2 separate regions of the Canis lupus genome follow, and region 2 is linked to region 1. Evidence: chromatin contacts called from public Hi-C data. All regions are on one chromosome and are shown on one strand. The core of a region is the stretch at or near the end of the contact, and the rest is flanking DNA. Distances in the headings are between cores, read along the strand shown.

The links. Hi-C and Micro-C count contacts between places; a contact is called where the count stands out from the background.
Region 2: a Hi-C map of blood shows a contact between it and region 1, with 4 times the contacts expected there. The contact joins the promoter of CNIH4 here to the promoter of FBXO28 in region 1. A contact is called at or near these places in 2 of 9 Hi-C or Micro-C datasets (blood and liver).

What each region holds. Positions count from the first base shown.
Region 1 is chr7:40,150,854-40,156,848 of UU_Cfam_GSD_1.0, reverse strand. It overlaps FBXO28 (F-box only protein 28), which reads left to right and starts at 2,619. Exons shown (of 5, transcript XM_038542887.1): 1 at 2,619-2,885. The coding sequence starts at 2,619. LOC102157245 (a long non-coding RNA gene) reads right to left here and starts at 2,510. Exons shown (of 5, transcript XR_005362327.1): 1 at 2,219-2,510.
Region 2 is chr7:39,974,202-39,980,196 of UU_Cfam_GSD_1.0, reverse strand. It overlaps CNIH4 (protein cornichon homolog 4), which reads left to right and starts at 2,316. Exons shown (of 5, transcript XM_038542875.1): 1 at 2,316-2,473. The coding sequence starts at 2,405.

The DNA of each region.
Region 1 (5,995 bases), core at 1,370-3,869:
CCCCTAAATATTTCAATATGTATTTTCTGAGAACAAGGACATTCTCTGACAAGAGCACAATAAAATTATCCAAATCAAAAGATGTAATATGATCACAATATTATCTAATACATAATCCACATTCAAATTTTGCCAATTGTCACAATAATGTTGTTTTTAGGTATTTTTCCTAATCCAGGATCCAATTCAGGATCATCCATGACTGCAATTACCTTCCCTTCTCAGTCTCTCCTAACCTGGCACGAATCTCCATTCCTTGTCTTTCATGACAATGCTTTTGAGGAGCATGGAACAATCAGCCAGATTGGCCCATTTCAAATAACGGTTATGCTTCCTTTTTTTCTTTTTTCAGGAATACTATCTTGTGTCACTTCTTTTGAGGATATCATATCAGGAGGTATGTGGTGTCCATTCCTCTCAAAACGCTGGATATTAATGTTAATGATTTGATTATGGTAGTGTCCACCAAATTTCTCTATTGCAAACTTTTTATTTTTGCAAGTAATATGCAATTTGTAGGGAGTTATTTTGAGACCACCTAAATATTACGTTCCACCTACCTTTACTTTCTCCTTTTAGCATTTTTTTGAGGACTCTTGCCTCAATCAATTCTCTGTTGAGACACACCCTGTCCCCCACCCCACTAATCCTCTGCCTGCCAGGATTTACTACCCCAGCAGGACCTCCCCCTCCATCCCCCTCCCTGTCCCCACAGCAGGCTGCCTGTTGCTCTCCCATCCCTCACCAGGACCCCACCCCTCACAACGCAGGATGCCTCTCCCTCCTCCCACCCTGCCCCCCCCAACCAGGACACCTCTCCCTCTGCATCCCCCAGCAGGCCCTCCCCCCCATCTTGTCCCCACAGCAGGCTGCCTCTCGCTCTCCCATCCCTCTCCCTCTGCCCCCCCCCCAAGCAGGACGCTTCTCCCCCTGCATCCCCCAGCAGGACCTCCCCCCTCACCTCATCCCCACAGCAGGCTGCCTCTTGCTCTCCCATCCCTCACCAGGACCCCGGCCCCCCCCAACGCAGGATGCCTCTCCCTCCTCCCACCCTGCCCCCCCCAAGCAGGTCGCTTCTCCCCCTACATCCCCCAGCAGGACCTCCCCCCTCACCTCATCCCCACAGCAGGCTGCCTCTTGCTCTCCCATCCCTCACCAGGACCCCGGCCCCCAGGAACGCAGGATGCCTCTCCCTCCTCTCACCCTGCGCCCCCCCCCAAGCAGGTCGCTTCTCCCCCTGCATCCCCCAGCAGGACCTCCCCCAACCTCGTCCCCACAGCAGGCTGCCTCTCGCTCTCCCATCCCTCTCCCTCCGCCCCCCCCAAGCAGGTCGCTTCTCCCCCTGCATCCCCCAGCAGGACCTCCCCCCACCTCGTCCCCACAGCAGGCTGCCTCTCGCTCTCCCATCCCTCTCCCTCCACCCCCCCCAAGCAGGACGCTTCTCCCCTGCATCCCCCAGCAGGACCTCCCCCCCCACCTCGTCCCCACAGCAGGCTGCCTCTCGCTCTCCCATCCCTCTCCCTCCGCCCCCCCCCCCAAGCAGGACGCTTCTCCCCCTGCATCCCCCAGCAGGACCTCCCCCCCCACCTCGTCCCCACAGCAGGCTGCCTCTCGCTCTCCCATCCCTCTCCCTCCGCCCCCCCCCCCAAGCAGGACGCTTCTCCCCCTGCATCCCCCAGCAGGACCTCCCCCCACCTCGTCCCCACAGCAGGCTGCCTCTCGCTCTCCCATCCCTCTCCCTCCACCCCCCCCAAGCAGGACGCTTCTCCCCTGCATCCCCCAGCAGGACCTCCCCCCCCACCTCGTCCCCACAGCAGGCTGCCTCTCGCTCTCCCATCCCTCACCAGGACCCCGGCCCCCGCCAACGCAGGATGCCTCTCCCTCCTCTCACTCTGCCCCCCCCCAAGCAGGACGCTTCTCCCCCTGCATCCCCCAGCAGGACCTCCCCCCCCACCTCGTCCCCACAGCAGGCTGCCTCTCGCTCTCCCATCCCTCTCCCTCCGCCCCCCCCCCCCCCCCCAAGCAGGACGCTTCTCCCCCTGCATCCCCCAGCAGGACCCTCCCCTCCCCCCGCCCCACTCCCGGCCCCCGGAGCCCCGCGCACCGCCCCGTGCCGCCCCCCCACCCCCACCCCAATGCTGCCCTGTGGGTCTGGCCTCTTGCATTCAGCACGGTGTTTCCCAGGTCCATCCGCCCGGTGGCCCTGATGAGTACTCACTCCCCGCCGTCCGCCTGAAGGGACCGCCCGACTGCACCGGCGACCACGCGCTGCCCACGTCGCGTCCACACTCGCCAGGCAACACTACTCCCCGCCCGCGTCAGGAGGCGCGCCCAGAAAGCCGCCCCCGCGGGCTGCACTCGGGCAGGCAGGGCTCCCTCGCCCTCCGGTCCTTGCCGGCCTCGGGTCGGAGGGCTTCCAAAGGCCCCGTTCCCGGGACGGAGGAGGCCCGGCCACCCCGCCACCCCGACCGCGGACCCCGAGACCCGCTCGCGCCGCCTCGCTCCGCGCAGACCCCGCCCCCTCGGCGGCCCCGCCCCCCCGCGGCCCGGGGCGGAAGTGACGCACCGGAAGCGGCCCTGGTCCCCTTGCAGTGGGGGGAAGGAATCAAACCCCCAAGATGGCGGCGGCGTCGGAGGAGCGGATGGCTGAGGAAGGAGGCGGCGGCCACGGCGACGGCGGCCCCTCTTCGGCCGTCGGCTCTGCCCAGCGACTGCCCCCCCCGCCCCCGCCCCCGGCCCCGCAGCCGGGCTCCCAGGCGCCCCCAGCCCCGGCGCTGGCTCCCGACCAGCTGCCTCAAAACAACACGCTGGTGGCGCTGCCCATCGTAGCCATCGAGAACATCCTCAGCTTTATGTCCTACGACGAAATTAGCCAGCTCCGCCTGGTGAGGCCCCCGCGGGACCCCCGCCGCCCCCTCCGCCGGCCGCGGTCTGGGGAGGGGCGGAGCGGGGAGCGCGTCCCCAGGGGAGGGAGCCACAGCCGGCTCCAGTACGCGGGGTGCCGGCGCCGGGCGGCGGAGGCGTCCCCTTCCTGCCGCGGGGCTGGGGGCTCGCCGCCCCCGCCGGGAGCCGGGCGTCCCAGCGCCGGCCCGCGGCTCCGGTCGCCCCTTGGGTGCTCCGGCGCCCGGCCCCGCGGCCCGGCCGGCCAGGTTCGGTGGGTCGGCAGGAAGCGCGCACTGTGCCCAGCCTGGCCCCCCGCAGCCCCGGACCCAGGTCTCCCTGTCGGAGGAGATGGAGAAGGGTCGGCGAGGCCTCCCCACACCCGGGGGGCCCGGGGGGCCCGGGGGCCCGGGGGGCGTGAGCTCCGGGGGGGGCCCGCTCCCCAGGTGACCCGTAACGTAGAGCCCACCGAGAGCGCGTCCGGCTCGGCCTCGCCCGGCACTCCGCCCTCGGGGAGCACCTCGCCCCTGGACAGGGTTGGTTTCTCTCGCAGTTCGTGTTCTAACTAGTGACTTAACGCCCACCCGCCAGCTTCAAATCTCAGGAGTTGAGTGGCTTCCAGGACGGACCGACGAGCCGGTGGGCTTCGACCTCGCCCCCTCCCCCCACCCCCGCCTTCCCTGGAGGGGGTGACGAACCGCTTGGTTCAGGGACGTGTTTTGCTTCCTGTCGGGGAATTTATCTTTAAGTGGGAAGGAAATCGAAGGAGGTGGACATGTTGGAGAGATCGCACACCGATTCTGTGTAGGAGCTAAATCTGTGCGGGGATTGTTTTTAAGAGGACAAAGACGTATTTCTGAATGTACAGCGTACAGCATTTTCCCCTTCACGGGCCACACTCTGGGTGTACACTTGCAGTTTTAACGGGATGATAATTGCGCTTTTGAAAGGGAACCATACTTTTTAAAGAAAGTTTATAAATTCTGGCACAAACTGATGACCCAAGGTTTTTTTTTTTCCAGTGAACCCAGCGGTTCTGCCCCTCCACCCCCGACCCCCCAGTCTGCAAGAATGGAAGATTCTTCGGTGGAAAAGTCATATTTCAAAATTGATTGTCCCTGAATTCCCATACATGTCATCCTAGAATTCCATATAGAATCTTAAATGTTCTTTCCGGTGTTTATAAAGGATGGTCTTTGATCGAGGTTCATGGTGTCTGGAAACTGGGCATAACATTTGATTGGATTGAGCCTCAGTCAGACAATGGCTTTTGTAAAGCTTGAAATATTCCCAGTTCTGTTTTTTGTAAGTGTGGGGGGGAAACTGTTTTTTTGTTTGTTAGTCATTTACTTTTTTAAAACATTTCTTAAGGGAGAAAAAACTAGCTTCTCAGGGGACAGAGTTAAAATACATCCCTCAGTTTATTAATAAATGAGATCTCTTTCAAGTGAAATATTCAGTTGCATTCTTAATTGTAAAGCAGTCATCTATTCTAGCCTTTTGTTGCTTCAAAGATTTTTCATAAAGAGCCCCTTCCCATCCCCTGTGCTACCTTCCTTTTCACCGCACCCCACAAAAGATTCTGCAATTTTATGTCTCAGAGAGGAGTCTTTTCCCTCGGGTTTAGTAATGGGGAACTATTTTCTTATTCCTTTGTTTACTTGAGGTTAATAGATAATTCTTAGATTAAGTGGATAATGTTTTGTGGGCATTTGAAAGTGTCTTTGGCTTCAGATTGATTGGTTTGGTGTCATAAGATACAGTTCAGGTAGCATTATAAAAGAAAGATGTTCTTTCTTGCCACTAGATGTCAGCATTAATTTAATTGTGGTCTCTTAATGAAATTGGCAGTCTATAAACAGTGCCTGGTAGGTGCTTTACTTCTACCTGAAGAGCTATTTGCTAGAAAATCAAGGAACGTTAGTATATATGCTGCTATCTGGAGTACACATTACATAGCTCCCTTCATCTTAAGGCTGTGTGTGTGTTTAGTGGGATTAAGGCTGGACATGCTTGGAAGAGGGTGATATTAATTAAGAATAGAATTAGTTTCCATAAAGCTAAATGTCAGCTGCTTAGTGGTTGATGATCTAGTTTATGTACTGTTTGGATGTTTGGGTTCTTTTCTTTCTTCCCGGTTTACATGCCTCACTAGGACCTCAATTGAAACTGTGGTTAGCACCAAAATTTGAGGACAGGCACACAAACCATGTACTTATTACTCTGTATTTTCTTTAAAAGATTTGCCCTCAGTTGAAATTGCTAAAATAACAGTTTTCTGCTTTGTGCATTTAGTTGATGATAGTCTTTGCTTTCTGTTGCCATGAATAATTGAAATTTGACTCTCCAGTCTAGTTATTTCCAAGGGATTGTCCAGATCCCTTATTGAATTGTTGGTTTGTTTGGCCGTTTTTCCTCCCATTGACTATTGCTACAAAAATGTACCCAGAGCCTAGAAATCCTGGTTACACAGAAGTAATTCTTTAAAGATTTAATCGTATTTAAAATTATTTGGCAGAACACAGCTTTTGAAGTGACAAAACTTGTACTTTGAGTTGTTTTTCCCGTAAATCAGACAGATTTGTGCTGATGCAGCGTTAGACTGTCACCTAGGCCCCCTTGACGATGGCAAAGGTTAAGAAGTGAGGTCCTACCCCTAGTTAGGGAGTAAATCTAAGCCAAGTTTGAGTGTTTGACTTTGACTTTGTGAGCACAGTGTTCTCACTCACTGAAAAATGAGTGTGGGAGGCGTTTTAAAAGCTGTTTTACAGGGATCCTATCAAATTTCTTCCTGTATGGTTTGAATGGAGCTCCTATAAATTTAATAGAATCCTATTAGTGGTTTAGGACATAAATATGACTGAGGGTTAAATTCAGAAGGCTTGCTCATTATCTAGAATGAAATTTTCTGGTAGGTAACAAAATACATATGTACTTTCATCCCAAGATATTTCTCTAGAGCACTCTAGCAAGTTAAATATGTTACCCATTTATAGTTCCTTTTACATCTTTTGTTCACATATGTGAGACAGGGATGCCTAGGTGGCTCAGCAGTTGGGCCACTGCCTTCGGCTCAGGTTGGGATCCCAGGGTCCGGGATTGGGTCCTGCATTGG
Region 2 (5,995 bases), core at 1,067-3,566, 180 kb after region 1:
AAATCTGGAATAAATTTAATGAAACTTCTCCTTACAGTCAGTATAGATCATTCACTTGGCAAACATTTATGGAACACCAGCTATTTACAGGATAAAAAGTACTGAGGGTACAAAACTAATAAAATCTGTTATTTTTATTGCAATGTAAGGCATGGCTGGCTGGGCATGTCAAGCAGCCGATGTGTGAGGGCTCTGGTAGAGGTGTGGACAAGGTGCAGTAGGATAATAATAGCTGGTTCATAAAAAATCTGTTACCAGCCTGTCTAGCTTTAACTTATGAATCCTTAAGGATCCTACGAACTTATGCTGTGTCAGGCAAATCCTGTTGGTTTTCCTTCATGCTGATTCCCCTATTCATCCATTTTTCTCCTAAGTGGTCTCCTTGCAACCTTGTGCCTCTTCCATACATTTAGTGCACCAAACAGAAGGATATTTTTAAAATGTAAATCAGAACAAGGTACTTTAAAAAAAGATTTATTTATTTATTTATTTAAGAGAGAGAGGCAGGGCAAGGGCATACACAAGCAGAGGAAAAGGGAGAAGCAGACCCCCTCACTGAGCACAGAGCCTGACTTGGTGCTCAATCCCAGGACCCTGAGATCATGACCTGAGCCAAAGGCAGGTGCTTAACTGAGCCATCACGGTGCCTCTAGACCAAGATACTCTTAAAACTGTCCAGTGGTTTATCAGCACATTAGAATAGAAGTTAAACTTCTTGCCAGGGGCAGCCCAGGTGGCTCAGCGGTTTAGCGCTGCCTTCAGCCCAGGGCGTGATCCTGGAGACCGGGGATCGAGTCCCACGTCAGGGTCAGGCTCCCTGTATGGAGCCTGCTTCTCCCTCTGCCTGTGTCTCTGCCTCTCTCTCTCTCTGTGACTCTCATGAACGAATAAATAAAATCTTTAAAATAAAATAAAATAAACTTGCCAGGGATCCCGAGACCTGTGTGACCTTGCCCTGCCACCTCTGATGTTCTCTCAAAACTCACACACTCTTATTCATTGTAGTACAGCGCACTGCCTTTTCGCCTGTTCTTAAAGACAAGTTTTTATGAGCAATCGGGCCTTTGCAATCACTCTGCCTGCAAATCTTCAGCTAGCTATCGTTCAGATTTCAAATTAAAAGCAGTTCCTCAGTCTGGCTTTTTCTGATGGTTCAGTCTAAGACTGTTTTCCTTCCTCTGTCTCCCCTACTGTAGTGGGAGCTACAGGAAGGCGAGGACTTTCCCCCTCTTGTTCATCAGGGATCCCTACGGCCCAGTAACTGCATACACTAGCTGCTCAGGAAATACTGGTTGAATGAATGTATGCCTTTTGGTATAATTTGCCTTTATATTTTTTTAAATTTTTATTTATTTATGATAGTCACAGAGAGAGAGAGAGAGAGAGAGAGAGAGAGAGAGGCAGAGACACAAGCAGAGGGAGAAGCAGGCTCCACGCACCGGGAGCCTGACGTGGGATTCGATCCCGGGTCTCCAGGATCGCGCCCTGGGCCAAAGGCAGGTGCCAAACCGCTACGCCACCCAGGGATCCCATAATTTGCCTTTAAAGAAACCTTTCCCCTCTATCTGGTCTCCACTTACTGCTTAGTTTGCGTGGCACATTTCTTTAAGATTTTTATTTACTTATTCATGAGACACACAGAGAGAGAGGCAGAGACAGAAGCAGGCTCCATGCAGGGAGCCCGATGCGGGACTCGATCCTGGGACCGCGGGGTCACGCCCTGAGCCCAAGGCAGATGCTCAACCGCTGAGCCACCTGCCTCGCACCTTCCTGCATCGCGCATCGCGCATCGCGGGCGGGCGTAGGGCAGGTCCCGGCAGGTACTGGGGGTGGAGTCAATACGTACTTGCTGAGTGAGAATCCTAAAACCTAGAGTGCAGAGAATCGTTGCTGTAACACAAGCAAGGGACCGTGAAAGCCCCGGAGAAACCGAGATCAGGAAAGGGCAGGTGTCCGCCGGCAAGCCAAGGGTCGTTGCGGGTGGACCCGGGCTTTGGCAGGACAGCCTCTTGGCGTGGCCCGGGGGTGGGGGGGACCTAGTGGGCCTCACGCGGAAACTAAAAGAGACACTGCCCATGATAACAAGTTGTACTGGGTACCCAGCAGATTACCAGGTCCAGCCAATGCTCGCTGATTCTCGTCACAATTTCCGGGACGCATCAGATTGACCGTAGGCTCCCGTACTTCCTCAGCGCCGGGGGTCGTGCTCACGAACTACACTTCCCAGCATGCGTCGGAACGACGGCGGCCGGGGGTTCGGGGGCCGACTACATTTCCCGGCATGCCGTGTGTCGGCGCCCGTGCGACGCGCTCCAGCGGCCGGGCGAGGGCCTATCAGGGGCGGGCGGCGCGGCGGGCGCGGCGGGCGCCGGGGCTGGTTTGACGGAAGGAGCGGCGGCGGAGGATGGAGGCGGTGGTGTTCGTCTTCTCTCTCCTCGACTGTTGCGCGCTCATCTTCCTCTCGGTGTACTTCGTATCCTTGCCTGAGGCGGGCGGAGGCCGGCCGGGCCCGGCGCCCGGGGAATGGGGCTGAGGCGGGGCCGGGCAGGTGCGCGGGGGCACGGGCGGCCCGGCCGGGAGTGGGGCGGCGAGCCGGGCGGGAGGACGGCCTCGCAGGGGGGGGGCCGGGCCTGGGAGGCCGCCGCCGCCGCCGCGCACCGGCCCGGCCCTGAGCGGCAGAGCGGCGGGCCTCCCTGGCGGGCCGCGGGGACCTCTGCGTCCGGGCGCCCGGTGAGCGGCCGCCACGGGCCGCCTGTGGTCGCTGGGGGCGACAGTCGCCGCCGCCCTTGTCGGAGCGCCGCGGGACCTCGGGAGGCCTTGGCGGCCGGGCCCAGCCTGGGACGCGGGCGAAGTGCGGGGCGGGCGGGCGGGGCAGCCCCGTGCTGGGGGGCGGGGCATGCAGGGGGCCTGCGGGGGGAGCGGCCCTGTGCTGGGGGGTGGGGCGTGCAGGGGGGCCTGCTGGGGGGGCGGGGCATGCAGGGGGGCGTGCGGGGGGAGCGGCCCTGTGCTGGGGGGTGGGGCGTGCAGGGGGGCCTGCTGAGGGGGCGGGGCATGCAGGGGGGCCTGCGGGGGAGCGGCCCTGTGCTGGGGGGTGGGGCGTGCAGGGGGGCCTGCTGGGGGGGCGGGGCATGCAGGGGGGCCTGCCGGGGGAGCGGCCCTGTGCTGGGGGGTGGGGCGTGCAGGGGGGCCTGCTGGGGGGGCGGGGCATGCAGGGGGGCCTGCCGGGGGAGCGGCCCTGTGCTGGGGGGTGGGGCGTGCAGGGGGGCCTGCTGGGGGGGCGGGGCATGCAGGGGGGCCTGCGGGGGAGCGGCCCTGTGCTGGGGGGGGGGGCGTGCAGGGGGGCCTGCTGGGGGGGCGGGGCATGCAGGGGGGCCTGCCGGGGGAGCGGCCCTGTGCTGGGGGGTGGGGCGTGCAGGGGGGCCTGCTGGGGGGGCGGGGCATGCAGGGGGGCCTGCGGGGGAGCGGCCCTGTGCTGGGGGGTGGGGCGTGCAGGGGGGCCTGCTGAGGGGGCGGGGCATGCAGGGGGGCCTGCGGGGGAGCGGCCCTGTGCTGGGGGGTGGGGCGTGCAGGGGGGCCTGCTGGGGGGGCGGGGCATGCAGGGGGGGCCTGCGGGGGGAGCAGCCCTGTGCTGGGGGTCCGTGTGGGTGGGGGCGGATCAGCTCTGTGCTGGGGGGGCACCTGAGAGGGTCCGTGCAAGGGGGGGCGGGGTCCTCTGGGGAGGGAGCAGCCCTGTTCTAGGGGAGCTGTGCAGGGGTCCACGCGGGGGTGGGTCAGGGCCAAGCAACCCTGTGGGGGGTGGGAGGCTGCGGGGGGTGGGGGGGGGGGGGGGGGGGGGAGCAGCCCGGTGCTGGGAGGCTGTGCAGAAGGGACGGCGGGGTCGTTTTCGCGTGTGTCTGTTCCGAAGCAGCGCCCGCGTGGGAAACTTGTCCCGGTGCTGGTCCCCAGACTGGTGTCCAGGACGGTGCGTGATGGTTGGACCCGCACTCTGCTCTCATCCAGTCTTAGTCGCCATGCACCATCCAGTTGAAGTCATTAAAATGTTAGAACACCTGCGAGCTGTATCGTTTTTTCTTTGGAATTCATGTGCAACATGTGCTTTGTGATCGAAGTCAACGTTTTGTTGGCCAGCGTGCCCCGGCATAGGGTAGTTGTAGCCTGTGCAGCCAGCATGACCTTGTAGTGTGGAGTTTGCAGTCAGGACGCCTTACTTTTTCACGTTTACTGTCCACAGTACTGTGCACGGATCTCAGCCTCAGTTCTTGTCTTTATAATGGGACATGTTTCCTTCTCAGCTCTGGGTGTGCACAGCCAGAGCGTGGGTTCAGCACCCAGCACCCTGCCTGCCTCTCCTGCCCCAGTTCAGCTGCACTTGTCCCCTGCACTCATGAGTTATAGTGGGGAGAACCTTGAGTTGATTATGTTTTGTGTTTTAAGATTTTATTATATACTCCAAGCTCGGCTGGAATTCACAACGGCTGGATGAAGACTCATGTGCTGTGCCTGCAGAGCCAGTCAGTCGAGGGAGGACTTTGGGTTTTATTAGGTTTGGAACTGACTGAACTAGCAGAATCATGGGCCTAAGTTTTGACGACATGTGTCCTTCCCATGACTGGCACTGTAAGGAACTGGGATTTACAGAGAAATGAAAGATTTCTGTATTTGCACTTTGGAAAACTAGGCTTGATCATTTGAAATAGCCATGGACTTTACCAGTTTATTATGTACATAGGAAAACATTAGGTGGAATATTTGACTTAAACATTCAGGTATGTTTAGGGTGTGTTTTGATGAAATTAGCATGTTGTATTACAGTATTTTTGGATAGTTGTACTAGCTTAGTATAGAGGGAAGAGGTAGAAAGTGGTCAGGGTAGAGGTTCTGTAGGGTTAGAGGTTTTCGTGGACTTTGTACCACGAAGAATATGCACAGAAGGAAAGGGTGGATATTCAAAATCAGGCAGGAGCAAAAGTGAAGAGTTTATGGCATTTCTGGACTATCTGGAGGACATGCTTGATTTTGGTGGTAGAAGGTCTGGTGGGGAAGGCTGGATCAGCCAGTTTTGAAGGGCTTCTGAGTTCTAAGGCAGGGAGGGCTTTCACTTTTATCCTCTAGGCTATAGGGAACTGTTGAACATTTTTGACACAGATGGTGTTTTAGGGAGCTGAAACTGCAGAGTAGGTTGGAAATGCGAAGACTGGAAGGCAGACCGTTGGGGAATGGGCCCATGTGGGTTTGCAACACTGCTTGACTGTGAGCAAGTGAAAGGAGGGACTAACTGGAGAATGAGGAGGAAGGGATTGCCCCAACCTGCTGATGACTGGTTGTGGGCTATGAAACAGAAGACAAATAATTTGAGCCATGTTTTGAGCCTGGGCAAATGGTGGTTGTGTCATCGACAAGAGAGAAAACACATTTGGCAGTGAAACAATTTGTGAAGAAAGTGATGAGTTTGACTTGTGTTGAAGTGTTAGGGGTAATGTCCATATGGAAATGTTTAGAATTTAGGTGAGAACATTTATTTTTACTTGTTTCAGTGGACATTTTCAAGTATAAAATCAGAGAGTATAATGTAAAAAACCCTGTGTTTCTTTTGCTCACGAATGCACTATACCAGCATTTTGCTTTGTCCTTTCCTGGGGCAGAAGGGGGGGGGGGTGATGGTGGAGCATTTTATGCAAATCTCGGGCGTTGTATCATAGTATCATTCGGTTGAGGACTTTTCCTTCTGTTTCTGTCTGCTCTCATGTTTTTATGAGTTTACATTTGATACTGAATACCGTTTTTTGCTTAATTCTAATATAAAGTATGTTTAATGTGGAAGGTTTCGGAAATAGAGAAAAATAATAGGAAGACAGATCATTTGTAAGGAGACATAACCAGTGCTAACATAGTACCATACTATATTGACAATTTTGTATCTTTTCTTTTTTCACACCTGGAATCTTCAAAGACATTTTATGGATCTATCATAAATTAACACTATTTTCCTACTTTG